Regions from separate parts of the Mus musculus genome. Here all the other regions are linked to region 1. The links are chromatin contacts, called in public HiCAR-type maps. All regions are on one chromosome and are shown on one strand. The core of a region is the stretch at or near the end of the contact, and the rest is flanking DNA. Distances in the headings are between cores, read along the strand shown. Region 1 holds the start of Trib2 (tribbles pseudokinase 2). Region 2 holds the start of Nbas (neuroblastoma amplified sequence). Region 3 holds the start of Ddx1 (DEAD box helicase 1).

Evidence for each region. HiCAR-type assays count read pairs that join an accessible place to other places.
Region 2: a contact with region 1 is called in a HiCAR-type map of astrocytes, with 5 times the contacts expected there. The contact joins the promoter of Nbas here to the promoter of Trib2 in region 1. A contact is called at or near these places in 1 of 39 promoter capture datasets (hippocampal neurons) and 5 of 115 datasets of contacts at active chromatin or transcription factors (astrocytes, embryonic forebrain, embryonic limb bud and 2 more).
Region 3: a contact with region 1 is called in a HiCAR-type map of astrocytes, with 6 times the contacts expected there. The contact joins the promoter of Ddx1 here to the promoter of Trib2 in region 1. A contact is called at or near these places in 4 of 115 datasets of contacts at active chromatin or transcription factors (astrocytes, embryonic forebrain, embryonic hindbrain and 1 more).

The regions. Positions count from the first base shown.
Region 1 is chr12:15,815,312-15,819,556 of GRCm38.p6, reverse strand. It overlaps Trib2 (tribbles pseudokinase 2), which reads left to right and starts at 2,772. Exons shown (of 3, transcript NM_144551.5): 1 at 2,772-4,245. The coding sequence starts at 4,057. It overlaps Gm5432 (a long non-coding RNA gene), which reads right to left and starts at 2,620. Exons shown (of 3, transcript XR_001780551.2): 1 at 2,460-2,620.
Region 2 is chr12:13,266,691-13,271,039 of GRCm38.p6, reverse strand. It overlaps Nbas (neuroblastoma amplified sequence), which reads right to left and starts at 1,913. Exons shown (of 52, transcript NM_027706.1): 1 at 1,776-1,913. The coding sequence starts at 1,889.
Region 3 is chr12:13,246,894-13,251,237 of GRCm38.p6, reverse strand. Ddx1 (DEAD box helicase 1) reads left to right here and starts at 2,064. Exons shown (of 26, transcript NM_134040.1): 1 at 2,064-2,134. The coding sequence starts at 2,119.

The DNA of each region.
Region 1 (4,245 bases), core at 1,523-4,022:
TCCTAGTGCTGCAACCCTTTAATACCGTTCCTCATGTTGTGGTGACCCCCAGCCATAAAATTATCTTTGTTGCTACTTCACAACTGCAACCGTATTACTGTTCTGAATTGTATGTAAATATCTGATATGCAGGATATCTGATACGAGAACTCCAAGGGGTTTATGACCCATGGTTGAGAACCACCATGTTAAGGCTCTAATGCTTTCTCTTCTCTGTGATGCCCACTGACAGGAACTCCATAATGAGCACCAGTGTGGTCTTCCTGATACCTCAATACACTTCCTGATTGAAAGTCAACTTGGAGTCGAGTCTATTTCTCTACAAGAATACAGTGGTCTTCAGCTGCAACATGACCAGGCATTCCCAGTGTAATTATAACCTGCTTCACCACTTACCTGGCTGGGCAGCCCAGTTGATGGCACTGAGCATTCAAGTTAGGAGAAAGCTAGGTCTTCCTACTCCTTTTCTCTCATACTTTCTCTTTTCTCTGCCTAAATGGCCAACAATGAGCTCTTATGTGTATTATTTTATGACTCACCAGACTGTCTCAATGTCCACAAAGAACCACTGGCTTATGACAGGCAGGCTTACCCCTGTGATGACATCCAAGTATCAGGAAGATTTGGTCTCCTCTAACCTAAAGCTCAATCTAGCCCCAGAGAAGGACTAAGAAACACACACACACACACACACACACACACACACACAGAGAGAGAGAGAGAGAGAGAGAGAGAGAGAGAGAGAGGAGCAATGTAGTCATTGCAATATGACAGCCCAAGGAAACACGTATTTTTCCAGGACTCCAGGAAGTTACTGTCCTTCGATACACTTTCTCTTGTGGCGACCCCCAAACATCAAATTATTTTGCTGCTACTTCATGACAGTAATTTTGCTTTTGTTATGCATAGAATGTAAATATCTGATATGTGACCCCTGTGAAAAGGTTGTTCACCGCAAAGGGGTCACAACTCACAGGCTGAGAAACACTATCATAATTCTTCATATATTTCCTAGAACTGCAACTGCAGTTCTAGGGGTCACATGAGGTACGCAGGGCTGTCATTTAACAGACGAAAACTAGAGATCCTGGGAAGAAAAAGAAGCAAAAACAAAAACCAAACCAAACCAAAAAAGCCCATGCGAATTCAGTTTCCTTCTGAATCTGAAAACTGATGCTGAACACAAGTTTCTCAAACTTCTACAAGAAAGTTTGGTGACAGTCACCCAACAGAGGCCCCAGGGAACCTTTCTCAATGGATCCTCTGTAGAGATTGTTTGTCTAGGACCTGTTCTTGAACTGGGCAGAGACTGCATGGCACACTACTCTGTAGTCATGGTGACTTCCTCAAGCTGTGGTCCCCTTAAGGGACAGTTTAGGGATCAGAGTCTGAGTTTAAGGCAGATGAGTGGGGAGAAGGATGGGAGATCTATGAGAAGACATGGGGCATTTTAGTTTCTTCTCAAGATCTGTCCTCTAGGGTGGCTAGCTGAACAAGCAAGGTCCATTCACTACTCTGAAACAACCCTCAGGGAACTCCTGATCATTAGAGCCACTATTGTCCCGGTTAAGTATAATTATAACTAGTTCTCTATTTCTGTTCAAAAGTGGTAGTGCAGAATATTGTTACAGAGTGACCTCCCTCATAGAAAGAGGTGCCTTATGCGGGTAAAAACTCAAGAGTAAGCCCAGCAGTCTTGCCCCAGACCTTGGTTGCTTCTTTCTCTTTCTGTTTTCCCCTGCTACATTGCTACTCTTACCAGGATGCATTAGGTAAAGTCAAGAGGCTTAAGCTGTGGTCTGAACTTTCCCCAGGTCTGTTCAAGCCAATGGTCCAGAACCTTCCCAGGAAGTTAAGAATAAGCAAGGGTCAAAGTGCAGCCTTCCGTTGAACCCGGTATTGAATGTGTTCTTGGCCTAAATACTGAGATGCCGGGGCTGGAGAAGCCTGACTCCTTGGCTAGGAGCCAACATCCTTTGCTGGAAGTGTGGGTGCAAAGGTGTGTGTTCCTGAGCTCTCCCCAAAGACCTTGTCCTGAAGTCAAAAGACTCTGAAAGGATCCCCAATCCTATAACTGGTAAGTGGGGGAGGGGTGGTGACACTAACTACAAGCTCACAATGGACTTCTGTTGAAATGATAAGCAACCGGAGAGAAAGAATAAAACTAATTCTAGAGACTGTGGGCTGCAAGAATCCTTCATTTTTTTTAAAACCCGCGGGGAACTGCTTGTTCAGGTTAACATAGCAGCAGAGGGGTGCCCGGTACCCAGAAGATGCGAGGCTTTCTGCGGAAAATCCCGGGGAAGAGGATCTAAGTCTCAAAGTTGACCTGAGCCTGCCGGTGTTGCGTGGCGACGGTGGCAGATACACAGTCCAGCATCCCTGTCGCTGCAGCGCGAACAGCAGGCCAGGGGAGCCCAGAGCCCTTGGACTGCGGAAGGATATAAAGCACTGTTTACCTCGCGCCTGGCCGAGCCATCCGGGGGCGAGGCTGGCGCCCCCAGTGGGGGCACTGCAGGAGTGGCGGCAGCAGCCCTGGCCGCCGGCGGGCGCAGGGGAGCCGCGCGCGCACTGGCAGCGGCGCCGCTGATTGATGGGCTCCGGGCTCAATGACAGGGGCCGGGGCGTGGGTAGGGCGGGGCCGGCGAAGAGGGCGGGGGCTCTGTGGAAATGTGTCGGTGACATTGAATGGGGAGACCGAGCGCGAGCAAGCGAGGCGCGCGCGCACACATACGCGCACACACAGCCGGGCTCGCTCCGAGATCCCCGGCCACGTAAGTAACTATTAATACCGCCTCGCCCGGGGATGCGGGCGTGCTTGAGCGCCGGGATTGGCCTAGGGCGCCGTGGCCATCCCCTTTAATTTTTAAATACACGGTCCTCTCCTACTTCTGGGTGGCAAGAAAAAAAAAATAATAAGAAAAGAAGACAAGCCGTCGATTTTTATTTTTCCTGCAGAGCAAACCCCGCCGTGCAATTTGGTCGCAAGGCATCGGGAGACAAGAGTGGTTTGCAAATTGTTTCAAGGCTCAAGACCCAGTTGTGCAGCGGAAAAGGAACGCCGCGGGTTGACGGAGTCCGGGGAGCATCTGCTGGCAGCTCCTGCAGGACCCCCGGAAAGCTCCTGCTGCTGGTACCCCCCAGGTCACCGCCCGCACTTCTTGCTTCATCGGAGGAGGATCTGGGACGTGAGCAGCGACAGCAAGAGCTAGTGCTGACCGCGCGGGCTCTGCCTTGGGCTTTGTCGCGGTACCTGTGCCTGCCCTACTCCGCGCACTCCCTACTCAGCTTTTGCAATCTTTTGTTGCCACTGCTGACCGCCCCAAGTTAAAAGCGCCTTTGCAATTTTTTTTTTCTGTCTTTTTTTTTTTTTCTTGAGAGAGACAGCTCTGCGATTTTTTGGAAAAGCCTCAGACGCCATCTACAGTTAAGACTTAGGTAACTGCCCTCTCTAGCACCCCCCTTACACGCCCCCCACCCTTTCCACCAAAAAGAGGGGGGTGCAGCGCGGATTCTGGCTGCCGCGCGGCGTGAGCCGGTAGACCCGAGCTTATTTCCTTTTTCTTTTTGTTTGGTTTCTAACGCGTGGAGGGCGAGCCGGCGCCGCGCGCTCCCTGAAGACTGCACAAACTCCACGCAGGGCTTCTCCGCCCGGTCTGCGGATCCTCAGCTGGGGATCGCTCAGAAGCCCGGCGCTGCAGCTCCTCACCCCAGAGGCACGCTCACTCGTCCAGATCCACGCTGCGAACAGAGACCCACTGAGTCCAGCGTGCGGTTCTGCACCGCGCTGGCAGCTTCTGGGTAACAAAAGGACCCGAGTTGTCCGCAGAGCGAGCACCCCCGGGAGCGGGGCTCGCAGCCGGGGACCAGCCCTGCAGCGCCCATCTGGGGGCTAGTTCTTAACTCTTCCTCCACGGAGCCCCAGACGGGTCCCCTCCCTTCTTGATCCTTTTAAGTCGGTAGCACCGAGGCGCCTGCACCGGCGCGGCTCATCCATCTCTCCAGAGGGGTTTTTTGGTTTGTTTGTTTGTTTTGTCGTGTGCGATCCTCACACTCATGAACATACACAGGTCTACCCCTATCACAATAGCGAGATATGGGAGATCGCGGAACAAAACCCAGGATTTCGAAGAGCTGTCGTCTATAAGGTCCGCTGAGCCCAGCCAGAGTTTCAGCCCGAACCTTGGCTCTCCGAGCCCGCCCGAGACTCCGAACTTGTCGCATTGCGTTTCTTGCATCGGGAAA
Region 2 (4,349 bases), core at 664-3,163, 2.5 Mb after region 1:
CTTCTTACAGGTTGCAATATGAACTGTGTGTAGTAGCAATAAGAGTGAGAATTATGTTCATAGATCCCTGTCAGGAAGAACCCCAAGGTGAGGTTAGAAACAGTTTCCACATCAAAACACCAATGAAAAGAGAAGGAACCACAGGGGCAGAGCTGAGCTGTGTGGTAGAGAACTTGCCTATGACGTTCAGGGGCCTGGGTTTGAACAAAGACAATACTAATTGCCCAGTCAATGCAGTCTATAGGGCAGGCACAGAGACCTAAAACAGATTTCACTAAGAGGAAAAGTGATTACCTATTGTGTATCCATGGAGACAATGTTATTAACAAAACACAGATATGTAACTACTACAGTAATTAATTTGAGTCCACAAACGTAAACTGAATGGCACTGTCTGTAGAATAAAGAATAACAAATACAGTGAGTAGAGTGCTTTCAAGTTCTACCAAGAATAAAATGAATAAGTAATCAGTAAGAACAGATACGTTACTCCCTAGGACGCTCGCTTAACAAACATGAAGGAATCATCAGGGAACAATTTGGCACAGTGGAGGGATATAAAGTTGATCCCAGGCAGAGCTTATAGGGCAACAGCTGTAGGAAACAGATGTAGAAATCAATAAAGAAGGCAGATAAGAAAAGGCAGAGGACAACGAGATTTCAATATAAGTTGACTCCGTGTTGTTTTTTTAATCAACGTATAGTGCTAAGCATTGAGACAGTATTACAGACATTTCTGAAATGCTAGATATCTTTATCCAACTTAAAGGCGGCAGCAGCCTCTCAATTTCATCATCTACAAAATGTCCACGTCACTCACTAGAAACCGAAACGAATAACAATATATGCAGCTTTTTGCCATTACAAGACCTAATTGAAGACAAGCAGAATAAATACTCAGAAGACAAGGTAAAGGAGCTCACTGGGCCAGATTTAAGAGTCTTCCTAGCCATGCTGCTTCCCCAGGGCCTAACACACGGGCATGCCAGGCACTTGATACCATGTATGTCAAGTAAATGGGCCTTGGGCTCCTGCTTTCACCCTATGACCCGAAGGCTTTCCCTAGGAAACTAGTAACTCCAGGGTCCATAAGTTGGCAAACACCACAACTTTGTCTCCAGCAGAATTGGAGAACCGCTGCTTCTTTCTCTCCACTCCCTTGGCATTCTACTCAGCCAGCACTTCGGGCTTGGTAATGAGAAACGTTCACTGGATTGGCTATCTCTCCTCCACACTGCAAGTTCCATGAAAACACTGTCTCTGAATGCCCAGCAGCCTGCACCATATCTGGGGTCCGAGTGTGTGTGTGTGTGTGTGTGTGTGTGTGTGTGTGTATCACACACACACACTGAGAGAGACAGAGACAGAGAGAGACAGAGACAGAGAGAGACAGAGACAGACAGACACACACACACACTAGTAAATGCGTATTACTGAGACTTTTAAAGGACGATAGAGTCCTGCGAAATTCTCCCGCCACAGGTAACAAGATTACAAGGCAAGTCCGGATATGACAAGGACCTAGGGAAGAAGAGTGACACTGACCTGCCGAGAGGGTGACAGCCTGAGTGGGGATACACAGCCGAATTCGGAGCCAAGGCTGACTACAGACACCCTTCAGCGAGCCCTGGACCCGGCAGCCCCGCCGTTGCCAGGAGACAACACAGCTGCTATCCCCGCTCCACTTGCACTGCGTGGCACCGCGACGTGGCTTTACACGCCCCGCGCCCGCGCCCGCGCCATGCCTACAGCCTTAAAAAGAGAGCCCGGCTCACCTGCACTTCTGTCTCAGGTGGCCATTCGGTATTGACCAGCAAGTCATAGAGAATCGTCTCCTCCTCGTCCGCAGAGCCGGGACTCAAAGCCGGCGCTGACTCGGGGGCCGCCATGTTGGCCGGGAACAGAGTGGTGGAGGGAGGGGCACTACGGCGACTCGCGCGGGTCATACTTTCCTGGACGCGGCCGCTGGTGATTGGCAGAGTGAAATGAATTAAGTGCGGAAAGGGAATGCTAAAAATGACAGAAAGGGAATGCTAAACTTGACAGATCTGTGGGTCTAAGAATGGCCTTGTCTTGTATGAGATATGTCTTGGACCCTGGTCCACTTTTTGTTCATTTGTGCCTGAAATGAGTCAAGTCACTGAACTTTTCTTACCCAGTCAGCGTCTACGAAGCTGCAAGAACCTCCCAGAGTGCTGGTGTTCATGTACAGATTCTTCTGCAAACACAGAACGTGTTCGGAGAGTGGACTTTAAATGTACCAAGGGGTTATTCAGTTCACAGGAAGGGTGCTTTAGGCACCTAGAAAAAAACAGTGAGGCTGATGAAGACACCCTGTAACAAGGAGAGCTTGTCAGCTGTGTAAGAGAGGATGTCCTAAAAATCACCATACAACATGGACTAGCCTCAGACCCAGTCCTCCTGCCTCAGACCCAGTCCTCCTGCCTGAGCCTCCCCAGTGCTCAGAGTACAGAGATGTGCCATCAGGCCCAGCCCTGGGCCTTCAACTATAGGTAGAAATTGGGTTCACTGGAAGTCAGGAGAGAATATATCAGTTAGGAGGTGCACAAGACATAGGAAGATTACGTTGCTATAACAGACAGGGTGAATAGAGAGGCCAAGCTGAGAAAGGGTGTGGAGGACGATAAAGATAGGGCAGCTTGAGGATTCCCTAGAGGGGAAACTTACCTCATTTGCTTGCTCGTTTATTCATTCATTCATTCATTCATTCATTCATTCAGCATATGCCTGTCTTTGCAAGGCCCTTTAGTGTAAGCAGAGCCAATTACGACCAAGACGACCACATTGTTGTTGAGTTGAAAAGAAGTGAAAATTCACAAGATACCTTTCAGAAATTATCCTGTAGAATAACCAACTTAGTGCATTAGGCAATGGTATAATAAAATGCACAACTGGAGCGTGTCTAATTGTTCCCATGTCTCTCCAAGTTCATCTGCACCTTGTACTCTCACAGCTAAACTTTTGCCACACACACACACACACACACACCATTCAACTTTGCTGTTTCTAAGACAACAGACACACATAAACATCAGGAGATCTGACACGGATGTTCTTTGTACACAGAGGTTGTACCTGATGTGGCTCTGCTATTGCTCTCTCATCTCCTTCCGGTTGTAGTTTAAATGCCACCTTCCCTCCGAACTCTTGTTCCTGTCTAAGTTCACACTCACTTTCTTCCCACTCCAGCTTCCCAGCCCTCCCCGTGCCTGCTCAGGTTGTCTGTTTGTTTGTCTGCTTGTGTGTTTAACACAACATTTGTTATCATTGGATATGCTATGTGATGTATAATTTATTTTACTTGTGTACAGTCTGTCCTCATCCTCCAAAAATGTAAACTCTAGCCCAGAAGAATGCAACGTCGTCAGGTATAATAGATTCATTTCACAGACGCACCGTGTCCCCAGTGTTTAGAGCAGGGGGCAAAATTCATACTTCCAAGAGGGTAGAGAGATGGCTCAGCAGTTAAGAGCACTGACTGTCCTTCCAGAGAACCACTGTCTTAGGGGTTTACTGCTGTGAACAGACACCATGACCAAGGCAACTCTTTTTGTTTGTTTGTTTTTGAAGATATATTTTATTTTTATATGAGTACACTGTAGCTGTCTTCAACACACCAAAAGAGGGCATCAGATCCCATTACAGATGGTTGTGAGCCACCATGTGGTTAACTGGGAATTGAACTCAGGACCTTTGAAAGAGCATTCAGTGCTCTTAACCACTGAGTCATCTCTTTTGTGATTCAAGGCAACTCTTATAAGGATATCATTTAATTGGGGCTGGCTTACTGGTTCACAGGCTCAGTCCATTATCATCAAGGCATGGTGGTATCCAGCCACACGTGGTAAAGGAAGAGCTGAGGTCTCTACATTTTCTTCTGAAGGTTGCTAGGCTTCCAGCTTCCAGGCTTGAAGTCCACACCCACAGTGACAAAACTCCTCCAACAAAGCCACACCTCCTAATAGTGCTACTCCCTGGGCCAAGCATATTCAAACCACCACAACCATGATTCAGTTCTCAGCATCCACATGGCAGATCACACCTGTCTGGATCCAGCACCATCACACAGACATACGTGCAGGTAAAACACCAATGCACATTTATAAAAAAGTTATGTGTGTTTCTGTGTTGACTAAGTAAAGAATTTTCAAAAGCAATTTTTTAGACAGACGTGGTGTTTTGCCCCTGCAACCTTAGAACTCCTGGTTGCGAGCAAACCTCTTGTATCTGTCTTTTGCATAGTTCTCACTACACAAAAATTTTCAAATCACTTATTTCTACACACTCAAAGTATTTCTTTTGCAGCAGTGATGTCTTTGCGTCAAGCT
Region 3 (4,344 bases), core at 815-3,314, 2.6 Mb after region 1:
CAATAATTTATTATAATCAAGGAGCTACTCAATGATCAGGGCTGCAGAACAGACTCAGGAGCTGAACTATGACCCGGAAGAAACCCTGCAGAGCATATTTAAAGGATGAAACCATGAAGCAAAGGAGGGCACTGTGGGCTATAGAACTGTTCAACTGTATTTTGACAAAAGGAGTTGATCACGGGAGTTTTTGTCTATCAGAAGTAGGTTTCTGGGCCTGGGAACATGAACTTAGTTTGACCCTGCCGGCAAGAAGGAGAAGTTGTCCTTGAGATGTCCAATTCATACAACTGTTCCCTTACAAGTTGTCCCTGGAGTGTCTGGAGTCAGATAACTGTTTCCTTGTAATAGAAGCAATTCAGCTATTGGGAAGTCCCAAGCTCATCTCGGGCCTAGGGCCTTGAACTTAATTTCTATGATTAAATGGAGTCAAAAGTGAAATGGTAGTACTTAGAATACATTTCTTTTGCTTGCTTCTAACAGTGGGAAGCTGCAGGCCTAAATGGATTATCCTTTTCCTTTGGAGCTTCAGATCAACACTGTTACATGTAATAATGATAATTAGAACAACATATACATTATTACTATGCATAATAGAACAGCAAATATACTTCTAAGAGCTTTGTGTCAGGTCCCAACGACCCTGGAACAAAAGGCTAACTGTGGTGTCGCATATCATAGCTCACAATGGCCTCTCAGCTCACTCAGCACCTGTGTTTCCTCTCTGCTCTTCTCACCCTGCCCCCCTCCTACCCTAAACCTCTCCAACCCAGGGGCTTCCCTTCCCTCCCCCAGCTTCTAAATCAACCCCTGCCGTTTTAGCTATGTGCTCTGCCATTTTAGCCATGTGCTCTCCTGGTTCTTCTTCCTCTCTTGGCTTGCTTGGTTCTCTTGGTCTTTCTTGCCTTCTTGGTGTTCTTGGTTCTCTAGATCCCTTCTTGCCCTTCTCTCTTCTCTTCCTCTCTCACTGTCCCTCCCTCTCTCCTCTCATGGCCAAGTCTATTCTGCTGGCCACCTTCATGCCACCATTTTTTCTACTCTGGACTTTTCTAGATGCTTCTGACTGTATTCTCTACCATATCCACAACAAAACCCTTCTTCTTAACTATACCTTGGAGCAGGCATGCCCTATTTCCATCCACTTTATGTATTTTACTTAATACTCACCACGAGCTTATCACATATCTATCCATCATGATATATCCATTCATGTTAATATTTATCATCTATTTTATAGATGAATGAACTGGAGCGCAGAGAAGTTCTACGATTTTAGGATCGCACAGCTAGCCTGTAGCAGGGCTAGAATTCAAACCCATGATATCTGTCTCTCAAGTTTGTGCTTCTAGCCCTAAGTTGCCTAAAGGTTTCCTGTTTCTCCCCAATTTCTGGACAGGCTACAGAGAGCACAGAATGGTCCTTAGAGTTAGGTAGATCCCCGATTGCCATTGTCTGTGGCATTACATAATCTATTAACATTCCCGAATCTTAGTTGTTTATCTGATGACTCCAACACACCCCTTACATAGTATGGAGATGAGCCATAATCCCTTTACTGATCCAGCTCTCTAAAGGGAGGGGGTACTTAAAATAATTTGCCTGTCACGCCTGAAATGTCAGAGCTACATTAAACATGGTTGAATGAAAGGAACATATACCACTAATTTTTCCAATAAAAATATTTAACAGGTCCTGTGGGTTACGAACACTCGCTAGTCTTGGTTGGCTGGGCAATGAATTCAATGTATTCTTAAGTCATTCCCAAACTGCTTGGCTCTGCTCATCCTTGTGAGATTGAAGTCAGAGGGCCCAGTTTTACTATCAGGACAGCCTGATCCATTGTTTGAGATCTCAGTATCACACGACTTCCTCTGGGTACATCGTAACTCTGAAGATGGATATCAATAACAGGGCTTGGCTATTAGGGAAAGCAAAGTCTACAGGCCCTGAGTGAACCACCCGGAGGGTCTTTTCGTCCTCGGAACCTTTCTCCTGGGTCTGTATCCTCGTCCGGAATCGGAACACCGAAGAGCTCGAGCCGGAAGCGCGCGCCGCCGCGGCCCCGGCGTGTCTGGAAGGAGGGAATCGCCCGGGCCCGCAGCGGAGGAGTGCGGGAAGATGGCGGCCTTCTCCGGTTCGTTGTGGGAAGCTAAAGGGTTACGAACGAGTCGCCTCGACCCACAGGGAGCGGGTGGAGTGTGCTGCTGTGGCAGTGGGGTCGGTGGGATGGTGGGAGAGCTGTCTCCGCCTGGGGCCCTGCGCGGTGGGGCAGGGACGGTGGGTTCAGGCCGGGCTTTTCCCCGCCGGCAGCGCCCGGGAGTCTTTGCTAAGCGGCTTCTCCTTCCTCCCTTCTGCCTTCGGCTTTCCCGCCGAGCACTCACCTGTCGCGTCCCGTGGCGTCTGCGCTCGCCTGGTCCAGTTTTCTGCCTCTCTGACGTGGCGGTGACTGTTGGGAACCCTTTTCTGTCTCGGGTCCTGGCCAGGATGAGCAGCCGCTGAGCGTGGGGGAAGGGGACATTTGGGGCAAAGATGATGTTGTCCTGCTTGGATTTATCCCCCTAGGTCTTTACAAAATAAATAAATAAATACATGAATACATAAAGCTGCTGATAGTAAAAATGATCGGCATTCGGGAAGCTGGACACTTCGAGAGTTAGCATTGAATGGCAAAGCTAAAGAAAAATATTTTTTTCCTCACGGACTAAATATAATTTTTGAGAATTAGTTACTTGCTTTGTGATACCAAACAGGATTTGGGATGGGGTACTGAACCCACCAGTTAATATTTCTTGTTTTCTCTATTAACCTCTTACCACCCACACACAATTTGGAAAGTTCCAACCAGCCTTGAATATACTAAATATCGTCTTTCCTTCTCAATACATACATATGTGCATATGTACATAAATATATACATATATATGTACACATACACATATGTAAATGAACAGATAAAATTAAATGTACTATCTTTTTGTGTTATTAACCTATTTAAACGACATTATACTATTGTTGGCTGTTTCCTTTTTCTCCTGTAAGAATATCAGGAATTCCAAATCTCAGGCTTCAGGGGAAAGCATTTCTTTTAAAGTCACTTCTGAGAGGAATTCTGTCACTTAACACAATTTTTAGCCCCGAGATCTGTCAGGGGGTTGTAGGTCATTGTTTTATAGGCACACATTTTTGGGAGAAATGCACAAATTTAAGGACAAGACAATATTCTGATATGAACAAAAGTAGAAGAATTTGAATATGTATCTGTTTCTCCTTAAAGAGTTTAACTGTTAAACTGTGAAAGACAAGTTTTCTGTAGAAAATAGACCTAGCAAATGACCAGGATCCTGTAAGATACAGCCTAAAATTTGCCAAGCAATTCGTGGTTGCTGTTTGTGACAGTCTTGCACGCACCTTGCAATATTCTGTGTGTAGCATATTTTAGACCATCACTTTCTTTTTTTTTTTTTTTTTTCTACATTGCTATTTATATCTCCATGTCAGGGGAACAGGGGTCTTTCCAAGCAGAGGTCAAGTCAGCTTGCTAGAGTTGGTCCTCTCCCACCTTGTGGGACCAGGGACTTGGGTCTTCAGGCTTGGTGGCAAGTGCCACTGAGCCTGGCCCATTGCCCCCCTTTTCCCAGTAGTTTTCATTCTAGGAGACAGAATGTAACTAGACTCTTAACTGGCATAGTTGTTAGGCAAGTCAATCTTGTTGTTCATCTTTATGGCTCAATTAGTTTGTCTGAGCAAGGGAAGGTTTAGCATCTACCTATAACTGATTTCACTTGAATGATAAAATGGCAGAACACTCAGGAACTGCCTACGCTATCCATTTATGACCGACCTTTATGCAAAATCATTTAAAATAAACAGTGTGGCCATGCCTTTAATCCCAGGCCTCGGGAGGCAAAGGAAGGCAGATCTCTGAGTTTGAGCCCAGCCTGGTCTACAGAGTGAATTCCAGGACAGCCAGGGGAAATCCTGTCTCAAACCAAAAAAGAAAGAAAAGAAAAGAGAAGAGAAGAAAAAAGGGGAAAGGGAAAGGAAAGAAGAAAGAAAGAAACCAAAGGGACATAGCATATCTTCACCTGACAATTTCCATTGGCATGACCCCCCCCCCCTTCAGTTAACTAGAATTTGTTTTTATTGTTAAAAATAAAAACTATTTCTCAACCTTAGAGAAACAAAATCTTCCTTAAAACAAAGTCTGTTACTATGAAAACACTCTCTTTTTTCACACCCCTTGGGCTATGCAGTATAGAGATTGGCTGATAGGCTGTGTAAACTTAGCAAGAAAGACCCCAATACCAAGGTTGAATATAGTAATCAATTCTGAAGCACATGGCC